Linked DNA regions of Mus musculus: regions 2 and 3 are each linked to region 1. Evidence: chromatin contacts called from public Hi-C and HiChIP or PLAC-seq data. All regions are on one chromosome and are shown on one strand. Each heading gives the region's core, a stretch centred on a gene start, on an enhancer-like site or on the middle of the called end of the contact. The rest is flanking DNA. Distances are from core to core; before and after follow the strand shown.

Evidence for each region. A called contact is a pair of places that touch in the nucleus more often than the background predicts. HiChIP or PLAC-seq counts read pairs in DNA pulled down with a chosen protein or histone mark.
Region 2: a Hi-C map of embryonic stem cells shows a contact between it and region 1, with 5 times the contacts expected there. The contact joins the promoter of Unc5a here to the promoter of Pitx1 in region 1. A contact is called at or near these places in 2 of 39 promoter capture datasets (liver and stem cell-derived epiblast-like cells), 4 of 484 Hi-C or Micro-C datasets (all in embryonic stem cells) and 1 of 9 other capture datasets (liver).
Region 3: a contact with region 1 is called in an H3K27ac HiChIP or PLAC-seq map of embryonic stem cells, with 3 times the contacts expected there. The contact joins the promoter of Smad5 here to the promoter of Pitx1 in region 1. A contact is called at or near these places in 1 of 115 datasets of contacts at active chromatin or transcription factors (embryonic stem cells) and 1 of 9 other capture datasets (embryonic stem cells).

Annotation. Positions count from the first base shown.
Region 1 is chr13:55,829,445-55,833,036 of GRCm38.p6, forward strand. It overlaps Pitx1 (paired-like homeodomain transcription factor 1), which reads right to left and starts at 1,981. Exons shown (of 3, transcript NM_011097.2): 1 at 1,328-1,981. The coding sequence starts at 1,496.
Region 2 is chr13:54,947,853-54,951,444 of GRCm38.p6, forward strand. Unc5a (unc-5 netrin receptor A) reads left to right here and starts at 1,559. Exons shown (of 16, transcript NM_153131.4): 1 at 1,559-1,879. The coding sequence starts at 1,810.
Region 3 is chr13:56,701,203-56,704,794 of GRCm38.p6, forward strand. Smad5 (SMAD family member 5) reads left to right here and starts at 1,808. Exons shown (of 7, transcript NM_008541.3): 1 at 1,808-1,929.

The sequences.
Region 1 (3,592 bases), core at 731-3,230:
CCAGTCAGATGGCCATTTCTCTGGGAAAAAGAATCTATGCATCACTGCAGGTAAATTTTAGATTCCCTCACACAAACACTGGGAGAGATACTTTCCAAACCCTAGATAAATACATTACAGCGAGATGATTTAAATTCACAAAATAAAACTGCTACGAATGGATTTTGATGGGGGGGGGGGGAATCTCAAAGAAATGCGCCATTTTGAATTGACTTTTAAAAAATCTCTCCAAGTAACTTGTGGCATGTAGGTTCTTTTAAATTTCAGAGAAATACTCCTAGTGAATTGTGTCAAAGGAAGCATACAGTTAAAATTGTTAATTTATCCCTGTAGATTTGATTTGAAAATCAATCTCTACAGGTTTTTTTTTTTTAAGCAAACACCACGCTTAAAACTTCTAAAAACAAAAGTACACTCAGAGCTTTGTTTTCTAACCAAGCAAACAGAGGTTGGAAAAAAGTCACTTAGAGATGCAAAACAGAAACAAATACCGATTAAATAAACGTGGAAGAGATGCCCAGGGCCCGGGATGGCTGTCCCAGGCAGCCTGGAGATCTGTGACTATTTGGGGTTGGGACCCCCCTCCCGTGCACAGCCGCTCCAAGACAGGACAGGCCTGGAAACGGACATGGCCGAAGCCACCCAATCTCGGGCCCAGCTCAAGAGATCGGGGTTGTTTTGTTTTGTTTTGTTTTTTAAAAGACAACTGGGGGATTTGTGGAGTCGAGAACCCACCCTGGCTGGACCCCTGGTGGCTCTGGGCTGAGGTGTCCACGTGGGCCAGGATCCCCGCTGCAGCAGGGTTCTGCCGGCTCTGCCGGGAGTCAGGCCGCGCCTCCTAGCTGGCTGGCTCTCGCTGTCCCCAGAGCTCGAGCTCGGCTTTACGGACCCCTCTCTTCTAGCCTGCTCTGTGACCCCACCTCTTCTTTTAGGATTCTTTCCTCCATCTGTCAAGGTGTCTCTTTGGGCACTTTGTCTGGCCACCCCTTCTACTCCCTGCACATCTGCTTCTCGCCCTGAGCCCCAGCGACTCCTCAGCAACCAGTTAGGGAAAACTCAACTTTTTTCTCCCGCGTGCTATCTGCTCCTGCTCCAGAGGGGCTGCCAGTCCCACTCAGGGCTTGGCGTGTGGGGGACTGTTTGGAAGTGACTTCGCGTGTGCGTGCGAACGCGCGTGTAAATTTCCGTGTTCATCGTCAGGTTAAGACCAGGGAGGAAAAAGAAAGCTCCTCGCTGCAGAGACGCAGAGGGGACCCGGCTGCGTGCCAAGCCGCCCGGTGTGCGCGGAGGCTGGATGCCCGCCGCGGGTTGGGGGAGCCGCGTTTACCTGGCAGATCAGCGTCGGACGATTCGCTGGCGGAGTTCTCCAGCGGCTCCCGGGGGTCGGCGGCGCGGGCCAGGTGGAAGCTGGGCCCCATGTCGTGCGGTGGTGGTGGCGGTGGCCGCAGCCCCTCCGGTAGCCTCTCCAGGCTCATGCCTCCCTTGAAGGCGTCCATGGAGGTGGGGACCGCAACGGGCGCTCCAGGGGCCGGGGCTGGGAGCTCCCGGCCGCCCAGGCTGCGACCTGTTGGGGACAAGAGAGTGGCGCCTAAGCGGCTGCCCCCCAGGGCTGCCCGCGCCCACAGCGACGCCGTTCGAGCTCCATCGACCTCTCCAGGCTGCGGGACCGGGTTCGGGGCTCGGGGCTCCGCCACGCGCTCCTGCTGCTCCGGCCTCAGCTGCCCGGCCGGCCCGGGCCCCAGTCCCGATTCGAGGCCGGTTTCTAAGGCTCGGGTCGGAGCCCGCAGAGTCTGTCTGAAAACGACAGTGCGCGCAGCCAGGTTCCAGCAGTCCCTGCGCCAGGGGTGGTGGGTGGGGTGGGCCTCGGTGGGAGGGGGCTGGGAGAGAAGGAGGGAGGGCGCGAGCGAGTGAGCAAGCGAGCGAGGGAGCGGGCGCGGGCGGAATCCAGCCTCGAGCCGCCCGCGCCGCGCCCTCCCCGCCGTCCTCCCTCCCTCCCTCTCTCCCTCCCTCCCTCCTGGCCTCGCCCGCGCCCTCCCCGTCGCAGCCACCTTCCCGCCGCCTCACCTCCCCCCCTCTCCCGCGGCCTCACCGCGCCTCTCCCTCCTTCCCCGGTGACACACGAATTTCTCCCTTGGCCGCACAAAAGAAACGCATCTGGCCAGCTAGCCCCGGGCGGCTGGTGCACACCTTGGGGGCCCCAAGTGACTTGTTTCGCTGAGAGTCAACTCCTGTCTGGGCCACCTCAAGTCCCCAGCCACGGGAGAGAACAACTTAGAATGAGTGAAGGTTCGCTGAGCAGGATCGCTCTGAGCCGGCGCCTCCGAGCCAGCGCCAGGGCAGTCAGTGGCAGAGCCGGGGGGCCGGTTCCCGGTTGCTGCAGCTCCCAGCGGTGGTGTCGTCCTCGAGGGGCAGACGGGCCCCTCCTACCTCAGTCGCTTCTCCCAGGAACTCGGGGCCGGCTGAGTGACAGCAGCCTGCGAGCTCTAATGGGCCCCGGATGCTGTCTTCTAATTAGTTTGGACCCTCTCCCCTAAGGCTGCTCTCATGGCCTTCCTCTCTGCACCGCAGTCAATTTTCCGGAATTGGGGTAGAGATGACGGCTTCTAATCAGACGAAACGTTTCTGTTGGCTCTAGGCCATGGCGAGTGGGACTGGAGACCCCAAGAGCCCCACCAGGCCCGTGGCCTTTCCACATCCCCCTTTGTTTTGCACCTACAATGATCAGGTCTTTGGCAGCCACCAGGTAGGCCTTGCCAGCCTCTGCCCTCCTTTAGGGTAACTTTGCTCCAGTGTGGGGCCTACTTTCTGAATTCTCAGGGCTTCAGCAGAGGCCTGGTAGGCCAGGTGACTGATGTCTCACAACCCTGGGCTGGGAGCTTAGGAAGCCTTTGGGTTTTCTCCCGATACACTGCTAGGAAACTGTAGCTCCAGAGCTCCCCCCTCCCCAAGCAAAGACTTTACCCTCTAGGCTCACAAGAGTGGTCCCCTCCTTAGCTCCTCACGCTCCAATGAAGTTTGTCCAAGGATTTTATCCAACAATTGTTAACTGGCCCAGGGACTTCAGCTTCTTGAGTAAACAGGTCACAACTGAGGTGGCCCTGACCTGCCTCTGTAGCCACGGAGGACCCCTAGGCTGTCTCTGGGCCTCACCTGCAGACCTCTCCCCTGAACCAGCCACTGATGGGGTAGACTAGGGCTTAGGAAAGAAGCACTTCTCTGTTCTCCAGTGTCCAGAGCCCAGGACATCATCTTCTCCTGTAGTCATTTCTTGGGTTGGCTCTACAGGTATGTTAGTGGTGGGGACTGCAAGGCTCTGCCTTTGGTCCTTCTCCTACCTTCTCTACCACCAGAGGGAAGTAGCTGGGCCCTGGATGGGTGCCTTGTGAGAATTGTGGGGGCAAGGGCAGACATGCAGGGTGGGGCCAGAACTGTCTCATACTCCCTTGGCCTTGCTTCAAGGTGCCCAGCTCCTTAGGGCCAGGTCTATTGAGGGAGACAGAATTTGGGCAAAGATGGAGGGAGGATGCTTTCCGGGGAGCTGACTAAGGCCCTGGGGTATCTTGATTTCTCCTTGCAAGTGAAGCCCACTAGG
Region 2 (3,592 bases), core at 309-2,808, 880 kb before region 1:
AGAAATGACAAGCTGTTTTCTGACTTCCACACAGGCACTATGCAACGCACTCACATGCACACGCACACACACGTGCACACACACACACATCTTTAAAAAAATTATTTTCCCAGACAACAGCTTCTATTGAAAATTGGTAAACAAAACCAATTGGCTCCTCCCCTCCCAACAGGCACCTAGAACAAGAGAGCCATTTCGATATGACCCTGTGCCCTGTCTCCCTGCCTGTCTGGCCCTGAGGCCCAAAATCTGTACATTCACATCTGGAGCTTTGGTTGTGAATAGAAACACACACACACACACACACACATATACATATGCAGATATACACATATACAAGAGAGCAGAATAAAGCAAAACATTTTTCATAACCTTCTCTATAAAAAGTGGGAAACAAAAGACAGACCGAGAGAGGGCCTCGTGTCTCAAGAAATATAGGAGAGCTCATATCTCTTTGTGGAAGCCAAGACCATTCTTATATCATCTGGCCTGCAGCACCAATTTATATTATCGATCGGCGCTGGAGGCGTTTGAGTGTGTGACCGTCTTCACCCTTCTCATTCTCCTCCTGGCCAGAAGTGGGACCCTCTCTTTCAGATCCCTCGCCCTGTGCACACCGAGAGCGTTTATTTTCCTTCTCTAGGGCAGCCTTCTGTTTATTTTAACCAGCTTAGGGAATGGGGGTGGGGAATAGGAGATCCTCCAGCGGTCATTCTGCTGGGATCCAGAGACGCCCCGTGACTTGCCCAAGGTCACAGAGCCAGAAGAATGTGACACTTCTATTCTACCCCAGGAGTTTGTAGCTCCCAAAACCCTTCTGGTTCCTGCATCACGCCCACGTCTCCAGCGCCGCGCGCGCTCGGGGCGCAAACAACACGACGCTCCTTACAGGCTGCGCTGCGCCCTAAGGTTGTTTCCTTTGGGCCAGCGGCGTGGAGGGATTAAGAAAGCCTGGGGCCACGCTGCTACGCTTGCCCCTGAAGCCCACCAGGCTGTCTTGGGGAGGCGGATGGTGAGACGGTGGGGGCCTGGCGGCTCCTGCGCGCCGGCTGGGCCCCGGGACCTCTCCTGCAGTCCCCCATCCAAGCCGCCCGCCAGCTGCCTACCACGGCGCGCTGACGATCTCGGAGCGCAGCCCGGAGGCAGGGGTGCAAGCAGGGACTGCAGCGGAACCTGCCTGGGGCACTCCAGAGTCGAGCTGCTCTCCGCAGGCTGGCGCTGCGCCGGGGTCGCCGCAGCCCGGGGCCCCTCCCGGGCCACCTGTGCGCCGACTGGCGGACCAGGGTGATGCCAGATCCGGAAAAGCAATCCACTCCGGGATCCAGAGTCCTGTCTCTGTCCCTGGAGACTGAGAGGGGTGGTGGGAGGCCTCCCCGCCCACTACCCCAGCTCCTCCCTGGGGGAGCCTCAGGCGTTGCCCGAAGGGATCCCCGGTGCAGGGGGTGGCCCGCGCTCGCAGCGCCGCCCGGCCCCTCCTCCCCCGCCCCGCCCCGCCTCCGCCCCGCTCCGCCGCTCCAGTCCGGATTTTGCGGCGCCCGCCGGCCCGCTCCCCGGCTGCGGGCTCCGCGCGGCGGCTGGCTCGGTGCGCGGCGCGGCTGGCGCTGCGCTCCGCCCCGGCTGCATTGCTGCGCTCCGGGTGCCCAGGGGAGCCACGCGCCGCGTGCGCCCCGCAGCCGGCCGCCCGGAGGCAGCGCTGTCCTCTGGCATGGGCCCCGGGGGCGCCCCGAGGTGGGGCTCTCGGCTGAGGCGCTGACAGCCTCTCTCCCGCCCGCGGGGCCCCTAGTCCAGCCCGCTCGTCCGCCCGCGGCCATGGCCGTCCGGCCCGGCCTGTGGCCAGCGCTCCTGGGCATAGTCCTCACTGCCTGGCTTCGTGGTTCGGGTGAGTCACGCCGCGCGCGCTCTGGGGAGGCTTGCGGGGGACCGTGCGCGCGAACGCTTAGCTCTGGGGAGGAGGTGGCCGTGACCTGCGCGGCCGACCCGTCTGGGAGCCCCCGGAGGCCAAACTTTGCTGGGCAGGACGCGGGGGCCGCCACTCGCTGCTGCGCAGCTTCCTGGTGCGCTCTCCCGGAAGCCTTGCTTCTGCCAAGTCCAGAACAGCTGTCAGCGCACGGGGCTGGCGAGTGTAGACGCCCCACGCCTCCGGGTGGGGGAAGTTTTTGCTGGTTTCACGGGCCCGGGAGAATGATGGGGGGGGGGGGGGAGCGCGACGGCAGTTTGAAATAATCCAGGAAAGACAAAAAGACAAGACTTGAAGGACTCAAGGCCATATGCTAGTGCTCAGAAAATGGGGTGTGTGTGTGGGGGGGGGGGGGGGTAAGACAGCTCTTCCAGGTAGGACTGCCCCAAACAGCCACTCACAATTTCTAGCTTGGCACCTGGCCTGTGCCCACGTCTAGAACATAGTGTCCTCCTCTGTCCCCACCACACACAGGCTTGCACACGCACACACTCAGGCGTGGAGGCATCCAACAGCCCTCAGCTCTTGCAGCCGGTAGTCAAAGCACTGGGGCCCCTGTGGTGGCCTGTGGTTCCTGGCCTCGCTGCTGGAGGTGGGAGGGGGGAAGAGGAGGGCGAAGGGGAGTTGTTTGCTGTTGGCTGTTGGTTGGCGGGCTCTGAGAACCTCTCAGAAACTCCACAGCCCTGCAGTCTCCCCGCGTGTCTTGTTGGCCACCCTAACCAGCCCCTTCATAACCTAGCCTTTTAGCCCACCTCCTTGCGTGAGAGGCCTGGGGGGGGGGGGAGGTTTTGTCTAATCTCCCAAAGCCCGCACCTAGACCGAGCTGTGGGGGTCCCTAATCTCCTGGCCCCTAAGGATTTGGCAGTGCTGAGCTTCTGGGTATTGGGAAGGGTGCCTGAGCAATTCTTGGTGCTTGATGCCCCCAGAGCCTGCTTCCCGGGAGGTGATCCCTAGGCTGGCAAGGCCAGTTTCTCCTAAGGGTGTGGATTTCTGAACTGCCAATCTAGAAAGACGAGAGCTCCGTCAAGGACCAGATGATTAAGGTCGATGGCTGGTTCCTTGAAGAGTCTCTGCGTACTGCATCCTTCACCCACCACTGCCTCGACTGCCCTCCCCATCCTGCCCCTTAAGTCCTCTACCTCGTCCCCCCTGCTCTGCCTCCTTCCCCTGTCAATGCACCCTAAATCCTCACTTTAACCAGCCCTTCTTCCTAATGGCCTCCCCTTTTAATCCTGACGAACCCTCAGATTGGGCTGCCTGCTGTTGGCTGTGTATTCATGTTGTATATGTTAGCTTTAGGGGTGTGAGTTGCAGGACTGGCCATAGTCATGAGCTGGGGGTGTCAGAGGAGGTGCTGCCAGACACTGAATGGGTCCCCAGGAAATGTTTACTGAGTTGCATGTGTGTGAGAGGGGCTGTGTGGTCAGAGCTGCATTTTGCCACGTGAGCACCTGGGTGGGAATGGTGTGGACTGACATGTGTCCTGGGTAATGGGGGCAGGGGGCACCACTGATGTGGCATGGGTAGTGCTGTCATGTGTACGGTCAGATGAGTACTAACATGCTGTATGCGTGTGGTAGTTGCATGGTACTGCACCAGTGAGCGTTACAGACAGGGGCGACAGACACTTGTAGG
Region 3 (3,592 bases), core at 558-3,057, 870 kb after region 1:
TAGGTTACTTCTCAATTCTCTGGAAGAGTCCTACTGGCTGCTAAAGCCCCCATGCTTCCTTTCTGTGTTATTATCTCTTGTAACTGAGGGCCTGGCCTGAATGTACAAAGCCACCCGAGAGCCTGGAGTCTCAAGTTAATTTGCCCAGTGTGCAGATACACAGTTGAGGAAGTGAAATACTTGCTTTTAGGATTATACCCACGGTTCGGGACAGGACCCCAGTACTCACGAAGTGTTCTTACAAATATGCACACAATTTGTGAAATGATTTTTAATAGTTTCTTGAAGTGAGGAACGGCGCTGATACACACAATATTAAGCAAAGTCGGCTGCAAACATCAGTTCCGAAAAAAGGGCATTCTTTCAGTAGGGTTATAGGTACGTCTGGGAGTTGTAAATCCATGCCAGGCTCCAGAAGCCATGCCTTCCAAGGGCCGGTAACAGCAAAGACTTAACAGCCAGGAATCAGTAAGCCAGGCAGTGTTGGCGCATACAGAGTCCTCCTGCGCAGAGTTTATGATGTAGTAAAGAAGTTTAAGATGGAGACCTGAGATTGCACACTGATGGCCTGTAGGCTATATTGGGACCATGGGCTTGTTTTGTTTGGCTTGTACCAGGGTGAGTCTTCTCAATGTCTAAAAAAGAGAAGGGGAGGGCAGGTCAGGGAGCCCAGGAAAGAGACAAAGAGGCAGCTGATCAGATAAATGTGTGATTTCCTTTTAGTATAGAAAAAGATGCATTTCCAACTTTCTTCGAAAAGCCAGAAGATCTGCCAATAATGGGCGGACACTGCCACATTTCTTCCTGCGGATGGTTGGCTGCAGTCACAGCTGCTGCCTTCCCTTGGTGCTCTCTCTCTAGTTCCCCAGCTCTGGCCGGATTCTCACCTATCACCCTTTGACATGGCTGCTTCCATAAACGCCTCCTCACGGCATTTATTTAATCTCTTCCAAATAGAAACAAGCCGTTGGAGTCTGGAGAAACATGGAAACCGCCGCATTTGTGTGTCAAGTGAGGTGACCCTGGTTCAGGCGGAGGAGGTGGTAATAAAAGTGAGGAGAAACTGTCAGAATTAGGGATCTACAGAATTGATATTGGAGGATGGGATTGACTGGGAAAGGTTAAAAATAGTTCCAATTTACTCAAAAAGAAAACCGGTGTGTGTGTGTGGGGGGGGGGGGGATCAGTTTTAAAGACCTTTAAAAATAAACACGAAACTATTTTAAAAAGCTTTCCCTTGCTGTCCAAGCTGACCGTTTGGAGGGGAAGAGAAGCCAGACAGCCGGATTAGTACAGAGCTACCCTGTAAGACAGCTCGAGCACCTCTAAGCCTCCACTTGCTGAAGCCTGAGAGCTCAAGGCGCTCCCGGCTTCCAGATGTGGGGCGGTGTCCCGTGAACAGCTGGGACTGTGTCCTGAGAAATGGCCACTCGTCCTCAGCTCCGGGTTCAGCACTATCTCCACCTGCAGAGGATTTTCCCCCTTTGGGAGCAATATTAAGGCTACATCTAGTAAGCTGTGTGGTATCTGATGCTCAGCCAGAGGTCTCTGTCTCTTAGGGTTTCTATTACAAATCAATGAAAACGGCGAAGTTGTAGCTGAAGATACTTTTTAACGCTTTAGATTGGCTAGAAAGGTCTCCAGCTCTCCAGAGCGAGGACGACCGTTTCGCTATAAGGCGGGTGAGCTTGGCTAACCCAAGTGCCACTTCCAGGCTCGCTGCGGACAGCAGAAGCCAGGCCTCGGCCACTCCCGACGCGCATGCGCCGGCCGCCGCGGCCCTCCGCCGCCGCCCCCCCTCCCCCTCATCATCCGGGTCCCCGGCGAGCGGGCGCCGAGCGCTTGTCCCGGGGCCGAGCTGCTAATAAAGTTGCGGCGCGTGCACAGCGCGGCGACGGCGTGAGGAGAGCGCGCCTGGGCGGCGGGGAGGTGAGTGAGGGGCCCCAGGGCGGGCGCTCGGGGCCCGGCGGAGGGACAAGCGCCGGCGGCAGCGGCCCGCGTGAGGCTGGAGGCCTAGAGGCTCCCCACGCGGGACCTGACGGCACGGGACGGGGCTCCGCGCAGCGCGGGAGGCCCCGGTGCTAAGGAGGCCCCGCGCGGCCGACGAGGCCGGCGCGGACGAGGCCGCTGCCACCTCGGCGCGCCACCGACGCCCGGGCCCGCGCGCGGAGCCGCGCAGGCGGCCTAGGCCGAGCGCGCGCCCCGCCGCTTTGTGTCTGGGAGATAAGGATCCGCGCTTATCGGTGGGAATTACACTCCGGCCAGCCGGCTGGCGGCGACCCGCCCCTGCGCCCGCCCGCCCGCCCGCCCGCCCGCTCGCCCGCCCGTCACTCTCCGGACGTCGCAGAGGCTCCCTCGCTGCGCTAAACTTTGTGTGAGGAAGCGAAGCAGCTTTTGTCTCTGCCCCGGTCCCGGTGGTTCCCTTGGGCATGCGTGCCCAAGTTCAGACTCCATCCCCTCCCCCTGCCCTTTCTCCTCTGCGCTTCTGGCTGCGCCGAGCCGGGAACCCTAAGCTCTGGGAACTTCCCCGGTGGCGGCCGTCTTAGGGTCAGAGCATGCTCAGTGGCCCGGACTTTTCGGTTGCAGAAGGAGCTGGCGGGGATGGTCGAGGTATTTGGAGGTGTGCCAGCGATCCGAAGCGTGTCTCTGTGTGTGTGTGTGTGTGTGTGTGTGTGTGTGTCCGGTTTGTGATGGCCCCGGCGAAAGGAGTCCCGGCCAACCTGGAAGGCAGGAACGGCCGAACACTGTAGGCTAGATCTTTATCTTGATCGTAAAAGACAGTGTTTCCTGAGCAGCTGGAGGGGGGTGGGGGGTGGGTATTTCTGGCTGCTGCTGCGTTTAGATGGGTGTGGTGCTAAGTATATCTTGTTTATCTTTCTGTGGAAAAAGTTTTGAAGTCTGGTGGAGTTGATCACATCATGCCTGTTGCCTAGCACTATCAAGTGTATGCCTACCTAGCAACGGACACTGGGCGATCAATGGAATTTGTTGGTTGCTTTGACAGAGGCTAAGCGAAAGGGTACATGTGATTTCTTTTCTTTCTGACAGGGTTTTGCTAGGCAGACCTTGAACTCTGGCCAATCCTCCTGCCTCAGCTTCCAAGTGCTGGGATTACAGGGGTGAGCCATCACCAACTCTGGCTGTGTGTTTCTTTTTTAAACAAAGAGTGCTTGGATTTTCTTAGTGTATGGGAGTTACCGTTAAAGTTGAAAACCCAGTAGGTTTAGAAACGCTTAGAGTAGTAGTTGAGGGTTTCTGCTAGATGCCAGCCCATAATGCCTGTTGTATGGAAACAGTTCCTCCATGGAGCAGGACGGTTTCACACTCAACTGCTCTATCAGAGCTTATGATCCAGATGAGGTTAGTAGCAGTAGTAACAAATCACATTATTCCTTTTACCCTTTTTGGTAACATTTTCCCCCTCTAAAATGAACCCCAGAAATTATAAAATTCCAAAACAACTTAGAAGAATTGGTCTATCAAAATCTAACCTATATAAGGTTTGTACATATTAAGCTTAGAGGAAAAATAGTTTTGTAGCCATGCATGGTGGCCCACACCTCTAATACCAGGCAGGTAGACAGGTGTGAGG